Linked DNA regions of Mus musculus: region 2 is linked to region 1. A link is a contact called in public promoter capture Hi-C data. All regions are on one chromosome and are shown on one strand. The core of a region is the stretch at or near the end of the contact, and the rest is flanking DNA. Distances in the headings are between cores, read along the strand shown. Region 1 holds the start of Ccdc93 (coiled-coil domain containing 93). Region 2 holds the start of Tsn (translin).

Region 1 (6,635 bases), core at 2,730-5,229:
AAATATAGAATGCAACGTTGCACAAGTGTAAAAGCTTACCACTTAAGAACAGCATACAGTTAAGAACTTTCAGGAAGAAGAGATAGTAATGACAGCTCAGTGAGTCAAGTGCTTGTCTTGCAAGCATGGGAACTGAGTTTGATCCCCAGAACCTAAGTTTAGAAGAAGAGGAGGAAGAAGAGGAGGAAGAGGAGGAGGAGGAAGAGGAGGGGAGGAGGAAGAAGAGGAGGAAAAGGAAGGGAGTGGTGGAGGGGGAGGAGAAAGTGAAGGAGGAGGAGGGGAAGGAGGAGGAGACTGCAGCCTGGAGGCTTGGAGGCCTGGAGAGATGGCTTAGTGCTTAAGAGCACTTGCTGTTCTTCCAGATGACTTATTCTGTTTCCAGAACCCATGTTAGGAGGCTCATAATTGCTTGGAAGTCCTCTTCTGGCCTTCATATACACCCGCACACATGGGGTACACACACACACACACACACACACAGTCCCAGTTTTTTGTGGTAAACACCATAACCAAAATCAACTTGGGAAGGAAAGGGTTTATTTCATTTTACAACTTATAGCCTATCATGAAAGAAAGTTAGGGCAGGAACTCAAGGCAGAACACACTGTCCAGGAGAGTCAAATAATACAGTTAGCTACTCTTGTTTATTTAAAACATTGGAAAGGGTGGCTAGAAAACTGGCTCTTGGTAGTTGTCAGATCACAAACACTTGTAACTCTAGCTCCAAAGGTTTTGATCCCTTCTTCTGGACTCCAAAAACAACTACACTCATGTACTCGAATCCACACAGAGATACATAACACATTTTGTTTTTTATCTAAAACATTGTGAAGGCATTTATAACGGGGAACCGAGGTCTCGACACCTTTGACGTGGGCTACTCTACAACCGGGTATTTAAATTCACCTGTCCTGAGGCAGCGGTCCATGTTTGACCCCACATGGCTACAATTTTCAGTATATATCAAGTCAGCGATGGAAAGTTTTAGGGTTATAAAAATGAGGTCGTTGGAGAGTTATGGATGGGCCCTTTAGACATGAGTTTTACTGTGTGAGAGCAAGAGCTCTAACCCAGGGGGAGAGCTCTCTTCTCAGCACCTCACTTTGTTCTCCCGTTATGTGGGGGCTCAAGAAACTTTCTCTTCCTTTGGTTCACCTTGGAGCTCACTGCTCATCCCAGACTGGTTGGTTAGAAAGGCCGAGGGGTCGGCCTGTCTCTGCCTCCCCAACAGAGGAATACAAGCACACCTCCACCGCTCCTGGAATTTTCCACTGGGTTCTGAGGATCATCCTCAGATCTGAATGCTTGCAAAACAATCACTTTATAGCCTGGGTTCAGCCTTTAGTCAGGGCAGGAAGTTCTTAAGACTCTTCCTACCACTTGTGTGCTCTGCGTCCAGAGAAGCCATTGTTCTGTTTGGATAAACCCCAAAGTACAAAATACAAAGTTCTCCACGGACAAACATTTACTTCGTATTTAAGTTTTTGAAGACTTCAGGTATAGGAGCTGTACCAGTCAGGGCTCCCTAGAGTAACAGAACTTATAGAACTAATCTCTGTGGAGAGTCATTGGATCTATTGGAATGACTTACAGGCTGCAGTCTAGCTAATCCAACAACCGCTGGCTGTGAACAGAAAGTTCAAGAATTCAGAAGTTGCTCGGTTCCACAAGGCTGGATGTCTCGGCTGGTCTTCAGTTTACATGTTGTCCCAGAGTAGGTTCTAATGACAGTGAAGAAATGGATGTGCTAGCATGGTGAGAGAACAGTCAGGCAAAAAAACCAGAAACCTTTCTTCTATGTCTTTATATAGACTTCCAGCAACAGGCGTGGCCCATACTAAAGGTGTGTCTTCCTGCCTCAAGATCCAGGTCAAAGGCTGTGTCTTCCTGTCTCAAAGGTCTGGACCGGAACTGGATTCACCCACTTCAGACCAAGCAGAAAAATCTCTCCCAGGTGTGTTCTCTACTTCTGGATTGTAGTTCATTTCAGACTGTGGTGGTTTGAATAGGAATGGCCTTCATAGATTCATTTCTTTGAATGCTTGACTATAAGGAGTGGCAAGATTAGGTGTGGCCTTATTGCCATAGGTGTGGACTTGGTGGAGGAAATGTGTGTGACATGGTAGAAGCAGGCTTTGAGGTCTCCTATGCTCAAATTACATGAAGTGTGGCACACAGTCTTCTGCTGCCTACAAATCAAGATGTAGAACTCTTGGCTCCTCTGGGACCAAGTCTGCCTGCATACTTCCATGCTTCTTGCCATGATGATAGTGGACTAAACCCCTGAAACTGTAAGCCAGCCCCAATGAAATGCTTTCCTTTATAAGAGTTACCCTAGAGGCCGGGCGTGGTGGCACACGCCTTTAATCCCAAAGCTTGGAGGCAGAGGCAGGCAGATTTCTGAGTTCAAGGCCAGCCTGGTCTACAGAGTGAGTTCTGGGACAGCCAGGGCTATACAGAGACCCACCCCCCAAAAAAAAAAGAGTTGCCCTAGTCATGGTCCCAAGAATTGCTATCATAGAAGCTGGAGAGATGGCTTGGTAGTTAAGAGCTCTTACTGCTCTTACAGAGGACCTAGGTTTGATTCCCAGTGGCTATGAGATAGCTCATAATTTTCTGTAATTCAGGTACCAGGGGAACCTCATACCCTCGAATTTCTTTGAGCCAGAGGCATGCACATGGTATGTAGGCATACATACAGGCACAACAGTCATACACCTAAAATAAAATAATAAATCTAAGAAAAAACAATCAAAAGTTATCAGAGATATTAAGAGGAAGAAAGGAAGCAAACACAAAACCTCTTTAATGGCAAGAAGCATATGTTTTTCCAGTTTTCCACCCGTCCTTCAGTAAAGATCTCTCCTACAGCAGAAGACTTCATGTCACTTCTGCCTCCATCTCTTACAAAATGAAAATAGGCTGGTAAGCTGTTCTGCAGCAGGTGCTGGGCTGGCAGGAAAAAGACAACCCTTTTGTATAGCTGCCATCCTCTGGGACAGACAAGGGGCACATTGCATAAGTGGTACAGCAGCTAATCGTATGTGATCACCGGACTCTGCATTTTACAAAACATGTCCCCAGAAAGATGCAGGGTGTCAGGATGAGATGGGTGAGGATTATTTTCCAAAACAAAATTTTCCTGGAAATAAAATGCAGAGACTAGGAAGGAACAAATGTAATGATCTCTTTTTGAGTTCTCTGTCCCCAGGTCCACATGTTAATAGCTGGCACAAGAGTGTGTTAAACATGGCTGGAACTGGGTCTTAGCTGGGACTGACTCAGGAGCTGGGAGCTGTCCAAGCCAGGCTTGGAAAGAACCAAACTCAGAATCTGATACCCAGGGAAAGGAAAGGGAGCCAGAAGGCAAGAGATCCTCACGACACAGGGAAATAGCTTTTAAGAAGCTCCGTGAAGGCCAAGAAACTAGAAAGTGGGAATAGTTAAAAGAACTCTGGTGATATAACAGTTGAAGGGAGAAATACTAGAGGTAGAAGGATTTAAGAAGGGAAGGGACCGGCAAGGAGATGGTAGAGAAAAGAGGGTGGGTGTTCAAGTAAAACTAAGGATATATGAAAATGCCATAAGGAAACGTGCTACTTTGTAAACGAAAAAAAAAAAAAAAAAAAAAAAAAGGAACTGATCATGGTGGCGCATTCCTATAAACTATAGGGGAACAAAGTCATCCTTAGGAAGTGCTAAGCCAGGCTGGCTAAGACACTGTCTCAAGGAACAAAAAAAAAAGAAAAAAAGAGGAACAATAAGAAAGCATTTTAAGAAAACTTAGGAAAGAAAGGAAAAAGTAGGAAAAGAAAAAAGAAAAAGAAAGAGAAACATTTTTAAAAGAAAGAAAAAGTACCTTAGGAGGAATCTTGAGTTCAGCACCTCCTCTGAGGGGAGGATCGGTTACTCGGGATCCAGCCCCGCCCAGCAGTGCTGGCTGTCCTTGCGCAGGCGCAGTGGTTCCTCGCTTCAGCACTAGTGCGCATGCTCCGCGGGGCCACGGTTCTCCGACCTGCTGTGGTAGTGTCAGCTCCTGTGAAGGAAGTTTCCGCTTTGCACCCCACCCGGATCACAGTTCGGTTGTAGGGCCCGCTCTCTCCGGCTCCACATCAGCGCATCTGGATCATGGGGTTACCCAAGGGGCCAGAGGGCCAGGGACTCCCGGAGGTGAGGACCTCTGTCCCTGACACCCTGGGGTTGCTGGGGAGAGAGGGCCGAGCCCAGGGCGGCGGGCAGGGACCAGCCTGGGGTGGCGGGGACACTGTCTATGGTTGCTCAGGTGTGTCTGTCCCAAGGCGGGCCCTAGGTACCCTGGAGGGGCAGCTGACTGGTCCCCCGGCGTGCCAGGGTGCATCGTGTCGCTGGGTGCAAACTTAAGGGTTCCTGGGTCCTCTGGGGACAGAGGAAACATCCAGATCCCGGCCCAGATGCAACCTCACACATCACGAGGTCCCCGGGAATTCCTATCTCGGGTTGTCTGGAGGCCCCTCACATTGCGAGACTGGCTTCCCCCGGGCCAAGGCTGCTGCGCTTAGGAGTCTCAGCAGTCACGAGATGAGCGGTGGGACTGTCCTGCTCCCGGTGTGCAGGGGGCGGTGACCTTGGGACACACACCTTCTGCGGGACCCATGTGGCCAGCCTTTCATTCCCTTTTGTCAGGAAGGCACGCTACCTACCCGGCTTGTAGCCTCCTGCCCCTCCCCCCGTCCCACGGGCCGGGGAGGGTGAAGGAAGTTTGGAAGCTCTGCGCACATCAGGGTGATGACAGAGTTGAGGACACTCTCTCCTGTGGTGCCTGTGTCGGGACAGGAACATGCTGCGTGTTCTAAGGAGGGAGGACCTTTTCAGAAATGGTTTAGTCGAGTACTCAGCCAGTACTCATTCGATCCTATGAACAGGACTACCACGTAGGCTGGGAAGAAAAGTGCAACCACTCTCTAACGGTGGGCTACCGTTAGAGCTTGGCTGTGGGATTTCCAGTTGTCCTCCTAGTTGCTTTACTCAAAGCTCTGAGCTTAGAGAAGAGTCCCAGTTTCCAGAGAGAATTAGGGAACACCTCTAAGGCACCTGGATCTCTTTCTAAGGCTGGAAGGCAGGCTTTGGCAGAGGTGTGGTGTGCCTATTTGACACTGTGCCTAGTGCCCGTTCTTATTCAGCTGCGCCGATCTTGCTTCCCCGTGCCCCTCACAAATCCTTCTGTTACATCTTCATCCTACTCATTACAGAGTCGAAGTGTTCTGTGTCCAGGTGATGAAGGGTGGGTATGTGTGGCCCTGGGTTAGGTAAAGTTTCATGGGGTCTGGGTTGTAATAGTTCAGATTTTCTTTGCCATGTAAAAATCTCTGTCTGTCTGTCTCTCTCTCTCTGTCTGTCTCTCTCTGTATGATGAAGTGCATATGTGAGCATGTGTGGAGGTCAGAATAGAGCCTCCCATGTCACCCTCATGAATGCTGAAAACCTCCTTTGAGACAAGTACTCATTGGCCTGGCACTTCCCAATAGGCTAGATTGGTTGGCCAGTGAGACCCAGGGATCTTTCTGTCCCTGGGATTACAAGTGCACAGTACCATGGCTGGTGTGTTTATATGGGTCCTGGAGATTGAACTCTGATCCTCATGTCGTGAGGCAAGCGCTGGGCTATTGTTGCAGCTTTAAGGCTTTTCTTGGCCGTCTGCTATGGAGTCCTGTGTAGGGCTTCCAGTTCTACCCTAGTTCCTTCAAACTAGTGGAAGTTTTTCTAAAAGTAATAAACACACCACTTTCATGAGTAGGTGTGACTCCTCATAGATAGCCAGGAGGCTGGGTCTGATTTGTTACTCTTTTCTAGCTTGTTCTACATCGTGAGTTCTGGAGCAGCTGTGGGTAGGGAGATGAGAGGGGTGGGCATACATAGTGAGATCCTGTCTCAAAAAAGAAAAAGCAAAACACAGAAAGACCAAAATGACTGTTATAGTGTGCACACAGATATAGACTTAAAAAAAAGATATAAAGGCTAAAAGCTAGCATGAGTATAAAGTTGAAAAGCTCCAAATACCGAGGGTTTAGGGCAGAGTGCTTACATATGTGCCTGAGCTCTGGGTTCTGTCCCCAGCACAGTGAACAGTGAGGGTGGGGTGCCTGTAATCTCAGCACTGGGGAGGCAAGAGAACTAGGAATGCAAGGTCACTGTCCACATAGAGGAATGGAGAAGGCCAACCCTGGGCCACAGGAGACCCTTTCTTAAAAGACAAAACAAAATTGCTGTCACCTGGCTCTCACTAATCCAGTTAACTCCTGCTGGTCAGGTTTTGAATCCCTTTGTGTGTATATGAAAGAAAGCAATAGCTAGACCCTTCCAGCTTCTGAGAGCTACAGTGCAGGGCAGATGGGAGCTTCTCTGGCCTTGTTTAAGAGCTCTCTGCGATCCATCTCTATCAGTCTCTGGTTATGAATTTATTTCCCTTTACTTACGTATATGTCCATGTGTCTGTATGTGCGAGTGAATCTGAGTACCTGTGAAGTCCTGACGAGCGTGGCAGATACCAGAGATGAGTAAAGGTGGTGGTGAGATGCTTAGTGTGGGCTTGGGGAACTGAACCTGGGTCCCCTAGAAGAACGGTATGTGCCCTGAACCACTAAACCGTCGTCTCTGGC
Region 2 (6,663 bases), core at 2,793-5,292, 3.1 Mb before region 1:
AGGTGTCCTTAAATTCCTGATCCTCCTGCCTCCACCTCAAAACTCCTGAAATTACAAGAGTGAGCCACTACACCCCATTGCTTTTATATTTAAAGGGTTGCTAAAGGTAAAACCCAAATATGACTGTGTCAGAATATAACTGCAGAATCTAAAAAGCAGGCCACCACACGGGACTCCAAAACAAACAAAGATCCTTGACTCTCACCAGTGGCTTGCCATCCATGCCCTATGCACACATGTCACATTTATTAATTGAGTGTACATCTTTAAAACAGCATCTTTGTTAACTACAAAGACAAGCAGAGGACTGGAGAGAAGGCTCAGTGGTTAAGAGCACTGACTGCTCTTCCAGAGGTCCTGAGTTCAATTCCCAGCAACCACACAGTGGTTCATCTGTAACAGGGTCTTATGCCCTCTTCTGGTGTGTCTGAAAACAGCTACAGTGTATTCAAATGAATAATAAATCTTTAAAAAACAAAAAAAGAAGTAGAAATTTCTGGATTCTTATTTATTATAGTTCACAAACACAGAAATATAGTTGTTTACAGTTTAATGTCTATAAAACCCAAATCATTTTTAAAGCTGTATTTCATAATCAAAACTAGCAGTATTTCTTCACTACTGATATAAAAATAGTATAATCTTAAAATTAAGAATACTGAACATTCAAGCTGGGCATGGGGCGCACACCTTTAATCCCAGCACTTGGAAGGCAGAGGCAGGCAAATTTCTGAGTTCAAGGCCAGCCTGGTCTACAGAGTGAGTTCCAGGAAAGCCAGGGCTACACAGAGAAACCCTGTCTCAAAAAACCAAAAAAAAAAAAAAAAAAAGAATACTGAACATTCAACAATGTATAACAACTTTACTCACTATAAAGAAAGCATAACGGATGTTTCATACAAAAAATGACACAGACCTACTGAGCATGTCTTCTTAATAGAAAGTGACTTATTAGAGTTTGATAAAATTGGATAAAAATCTTGAAAATCATAGCAAAGATCGTACTGTCCTAAAACCCAGTGCCCCAATAGACACCCTGAAATAGGGTCAAAATATACATATGCATATCTCTTCTTGCAAACTAGCAAGAAGAGAGGTCATGAATTTGAAAAAGAATGGAGGGGGGATATGAAAGCTTGGAAGAACGAAGGGAAGAGAGAAATGTTGAAATCAAATTACAATCTCAAAAAATAGCAATTTTTTTAAAAAGCAATGGTTACCTTACAAATTGTCTTTAGTTTAAAAAAAAAAAAAAAAGGAAATATTAAAACACTAGTTTTCCTGACACCATTATCAATGCGATTCTTTGTTGTTATTTCTACAAAGACTTCTGCCTATTCGTAAGCAGAAGTCACTAATTCATAATTATTCAATACCTCTATTTCTCCTTTCTTTAAACAAAAATATAATGCTCTAAATGAGCACTGTTTTTCTTACAAACCTGTAATACTGCTCAGCGGGGAACTTGGTCTTCAGGGACGTGAGATGTGTTTTTACTGTACTGAAATGTTCTCTCGCTTTCAAGCACCTCTTTGGAACTGATCATAAAAGATAACAAAATTTAATAATGAAAAACTTACCAAATTGCCAATGTAGTTCTTGCTAAATCATCTATGGAGTCTATGTGGGCATTAATCACCTTGAAATCTGAGGCCATTAGTCCTCAGCTACTTTTCCTGTAAGTCCTCACACACCAAAAATCAAGACTATTTCTACCTCCCATGGTCAAAAAAAAAAAAGAACTTTACTGACTATTCTCAGATTGATAAATTTTACATCATTGCATAAATGACTTGCCTTGGTAACCTGTAAGCTGTGTATCAGAAAATAACTTCAGCTCTCAGCTATGCTGGCTGCATTGTACAAAGGGATTCATGTCTAACTTGACATATTAGAATCTCAACAAAGGGCTGACTATAAACATGAATTTTAAAACATTTTATACCTGGCACTTTATTATCTACAAATGTATATTAAAAGGCATTCAAAAAAAGAAAGTAAAAATAGAAAAAAAATTTAAAGAAAAAAAGGCATTCAATCATTAGAATCATTCATTAAAATACACACAAAGACTCACATGTGCCAACTGTAATGAAACTCACTGAAGTCTGAGGTTCAGGTGAGAGGAACACAACTCAACACAGCCTGGGCAACAAAGCAAGACTCCCGTTCTCTCTCTCACACACACACACCAATAGACTAACATAGCAAAACAACATTCCTATTTAAACCACACTATACACACATGGAAAAGCAACCAAAATATCAAGAATATCGTAAATCCTCAAAATGACCAAACCCCTATTCTCCAATTTTCACTCACAATAATAAATAAATAAAAGCATAATAAACACTCCTCACAATAAATGACAAAAGTGTACTCAGTATGTCCTTTTAATGGACTTAAGAGTGATATGTTGGACAAAAAAATTTAAAAATTTTTTCAAACATCAAAGCAAAAAAACTTACTGTCCTGAAATCCAGTACCCTGGTGGACCCCTTGAAGTAGGGTCAAAATCTCTCGAGCAGTTTGTTCTAAACTCTGTACAACTTTTCGTATTTCCTAGAGAGAATTAAAAACAAAAGCCAGATAAGGTCAGTGTAATCTTCAGCAGAGTCGCCTACAAACATGCTACCACACCCTCACATTCAGTCACAGCTCTCAGACTTTCACAAGAAGGGATTCTTCAGGTGTGAATCCAAACTCTTCCAGTAATTTCTTCTTGTCACAACTCAAGGAGCTGCTAAAAAAGCCTCAAATTCTACAAGTAGCCGTGAAAGAAAAATAGCCACCTGCTCAAGAACCCAACTGAGACACTATATAAATGAATAACTGACAATGTAAATGTTCTCTATAGAACAAAAACTTAAATACAAAGTGGTGACTGATTTTCATTCATTCATTTTGCACACATTCTCTGAGCACATTTAGTTATGGGCATTATGCAAACATCAGAGACGCAAGCAACTCCTTCTAGCAATAGGACGGATAAATGGGTTTTTTTTTCTCAATTTCTCACGATTTTAGGAGCTAACAGAAAAGCAGTCAAAATAAGGACTATAAATTTTGCACGTGTTAATTTCAGCACTGAAAACGCTGAAGGCTACAGGTTCGAGTTCGAGGTCACCCAAGGCTACTACACATCAAGATCCTGTCTCACGCGCAAAAGGAAAACAGCCAGAGAGCAGAAAATAAACTAATTCCAGCAAAAGCAGATAATACAACCAAGGGTCCTCAGACAGAGCAATATCTGGAGCATTAGACGAATAAAAAGTTAACTTAAACACACACACAGTAACGAGTGTAAATAAAAGGAGAGCGGGGAAAGAGACCTTGTGAGCCACCGGAGAATCTAGATTTTTTTTAAATTTTTTATGCGGGATGAGAAGCTACAGAAGAGCTTTTTGCTTAAAGAAAGACCGCAAGTGCTATTTAAAAAAAAAAAAATACCAGCAGCCAATATAGAAAAGATGTGCTGGTTAGCCACGGGCGTTAACCGAGCCTGGGACTGGAATACTGAACTAGGAAAGGTGATATTCTAAGAGGTACATGACGCTGAGAAGTCGAATCCGGAACCAAGAGGCGGCCTAACCTAAACCCATCGGGCCTGAAAACGAGAGACCGAGCAGGACCAGGCCAACTGGACCAGCCTGGCTAGGAAAAGAAAAAAAGGAGATGGGGAGGAAGGGGGCTCGCCTCTCGGATGTCCTGCTCGGCAGCCAAAAAGCCCTGCAGCTCCACGAAGATCTCGCTCACAGACATGGCGCTGGCTGCCCTACAATCAGTCAGCACCGGAGCACCGCCGAAGAAGTACGACCCACAAACAAGTAGCGGACTCGCTCGCAACGCCCGTCGCCGTCGCCACTGCCGCGTCCACTAGCCCTTGCGCCAAGGCTGGCGCCGGGGTCTTCCCACACCCGCGGCGCACCGGAGCCCGGGCTGCCCGCCGCAATGCCTGAAGCGCCGCGCGCACAGTCCCGTGCCGCGCTCTTGCCCAGAATCCCGACGGCAGGGCCGAGCCTCGCCTGCCGCCCGCACGTAGGCATCTCCGGAAACAGCCCTACGTAGGGGCTTCAGTGGCCCGTGGCCGTAGGCCGGCTGATAGGCAGCTCCAATTAAGGAGGTGGGGATTCGCAGATAGGCATCTAGGAAAACAGCCGGTTGGGGGGGCGGGGGGGGGGTCCTTAGGGACACTTGGCTCGTAGAAGGCGGGGCCAGCGAGTGGCGCGGTTTGCTTATCCATGTTATCTGTGTACTTCAAGCAAGGGAGGGAAGTTATACTTCTGTCTGCTCAACAAAGAGCATGCATAAACTGAATGGGGAAGAATGGCGAGAGAATGTAATCCGATAAATGAAAAATAATAAAAGACTATAATCTAAATAAATATTAATGAATAAAAATATTATCTTCGGGTCTGGAGAGATGGCTCAGCGGTTAAGAGCATCGACTGCTCTTCCAGAGGTCCTGAGTTCAATTCCCAGCAACCACATGTTGGCTCTCAACCATCCATAATGGGAACTAATGCCGTCTTCTGGTGTGTCTGAAATGCAATGTACTCATATGCATAAAATAAATAAATCTACCAAAAAAAAAAAAAAGAAAAGAAAAGAAAAGCGTGTTACTGTAACCTTCAACCAGGGACTACACTTCAGCTATGAACGTGCTTCAGGGCTTTGAAGTCCTTGTACATGATCTGCCTCACAGCTATCCTATCCTCCCAATGAGTATCATGAAGATCTCTCTGGTCTTGAGCAGTCTTGAAGAGGCCAGAGTTCACCTTGTAGCTCCTGCCAGCTGCTTCTCCACCTGATCACCGAGTGCACTTTCTGAATGAGCTTGGATGGAGTACTTCCTGTTATTTCTTTGAAAGAGTATCGTCTGTGGTGGCGTGAGGGCTCTTAACCATCGAAAGGGAGAGATTGACAAACTTTAGCAGTTAAAGGTTTGTCACCAAGACTGACAGTCTGATGGAAGGAAAGAACCAACTCCCACAAGTTGTCCTCTTCAAACACACACACTACACTCACACACACACCAAGTAAATAAATGTGTAATCTTTGATGGACAGTCTCATACTCTCCCCCAGCCCAGAAAATCTATTTTAACTACAAAAGAACCATTCTTTGAAGGAGCAGGAACTAGCCAAGACACCCACTTGTACAGGAACTGTTTTTGATCATGTTCTGGACCCAGTTTCCTCATAACTTAGTAAGAAATATTCTTTGGGGGGGGGGGTCGAGAAAGGGTTTCTCTGTGTAGCCCTGGCTGTACTGGAACTCACTCTGTAGACCAGGCTGGCCTCGAACTCAGAAATCTGCCTGCCTCAGCTCGAACTCAGAAATCTGCCTGCCTCAGCCTCCCAAGTGCTGGGATTAAAGGCATGTGCCACCACTGCCAGGCTTGTGGGCTTTTTTTTTTTTTTTGAAAGAATATTGTAAGTGCCCTTTACCTTTCACTGGAATTTAGAATTTAGATACCTTGCTAAGCATGGGAGAAGGGATTCTTTTGATCTTAAAGCTTTTCTATTCCAACAGCCAATCCCTTCTTTTGTGTTCTTCTGTTTTGTTTTGGTAAAGAATATGTTAGATCTCAAAGAAACACATCTCAGAACCTTTGGCTCCTCCCAACACTTCTCACCAGCCCCCTACCCCAAACCTCTCCCAGGGCCTGGGCTTCAGCTTCTCTTCCCCTACTTTCTCCTCCCTATAAAAAAAAAAAAAAATGTGGCTACACACTCTCTTCATCTCCCAGTCCTTGCACCTCCTCTTCTGTTCCTCTCTCACTCTCCCACCTCTCTCTCCTCTTGTTGTCAGCTTCATATCTACAATAAACCCTTCTCAACCATACCTTGGAGTGGCCACTTCCTTGTTTTTTATTAATTAGGGTCTTAACTAGGCTAGTGTTTAACTCATTACGAAGCTAAGGACAGCCATGAACCTCCCGATCTTCCTGCCTCCACTTCCCCAATGCTGGGATGACAAGCATGGACCACCAGGGTCTGCTTTAAGTCATCATTTGACCAAATTTCCATGGCTGCCATTTTCTTCAAGTACCTTTTGAGAAAGTTTCCAAAAACCCAAGTTCAGGATGTGGTAGACACAAGGACAGTGGCTCCAGCAGCAACATTTGGGAAGAGTGGCTTGTGGGTGTTAGGAGCATCGTACTATCCACTCTCAAATGGACTCTCAAAAATTCTCCTCTGATTGACAAATAAAATGTAAAAATGACAAGTTTATTTCAAAATTAACTCTATTCTTAACTTTTCAATTACGCCTATTTACTCACTGTCTGTGTGTTTGGTTTGTATGGGCATATGTGAAGATCAGAGGACAATAGAAGTCAGTTTCGGGCTGGTGAGATGGCTCAGTGGGTAAGAGCACCCGACTGCTCTTCCGAAGGTCCGGAGTTCAAATCCCAGCAACCACATGGTGGCTAACAACCATCTGTAACAAGATCTGACGCCCTCTTCTGGGGTGTCTGAAGACAGCTACAGTGTACTTACATATAATAAATAAATAAATCTTTAAAAAAAAAATAGAAGTCAGTTTCCTGTTTCTACCATGGGAAACCTGGAGTTCACGCTCGGGTCATCAGGTTGGGAGGCAAATGTCTTTAAACACTAAAATACTACCATTGCACTGTCTGGAACCAAAGGAAAGAA

What was found. Capture Hi-C pulls out chosen DNA fragments and counts their contacts.
Region 2: a contact with region 1 is called in a promoter capture Hi-C map of liver. The contact joins the promoter of Tsn here to the promoter of Ccdc93 in region 1. A contact is called at or near these places in 2 of 484 Hi-C or Micro-C datasets (CD4 T cells and CD8 T cells) and 2 of 9 other capture datasets (adipose tissue and liver).

The regions. Positions count from the first base shown.
Region 1 is chr1:121,427,088-121,433,722 of GRCm38.p6, forward strand. It overlaps Ccdc93 (coiled-coil domain containing 93), which reads left to right and starts at 3,980. Exons shown (of 24, transcript NM_001025156.2): 1 at 3,980-4,170. The coding sequence starts at 4,129. It overlaps Gm35243 (a long non-coding RNA gene), which reads right to left and starts at 3,981. Exons shown (of 2, transcript XR_387343.4): 1 at 3,860-3,981; 2 at 521-3,142.
Region 2 is chr1:118,307,304-118,313,966 of GRCm38.p6, forward strand. Tsn (translin) reads right to left here and starts at 4,043. Exons shown (of 6, transcript NM_011650.4): 1 at 3,698-4,043; 2 at 2,470-2,563; 3 at 1,442-1,538. The coding sequence starts at 3,763.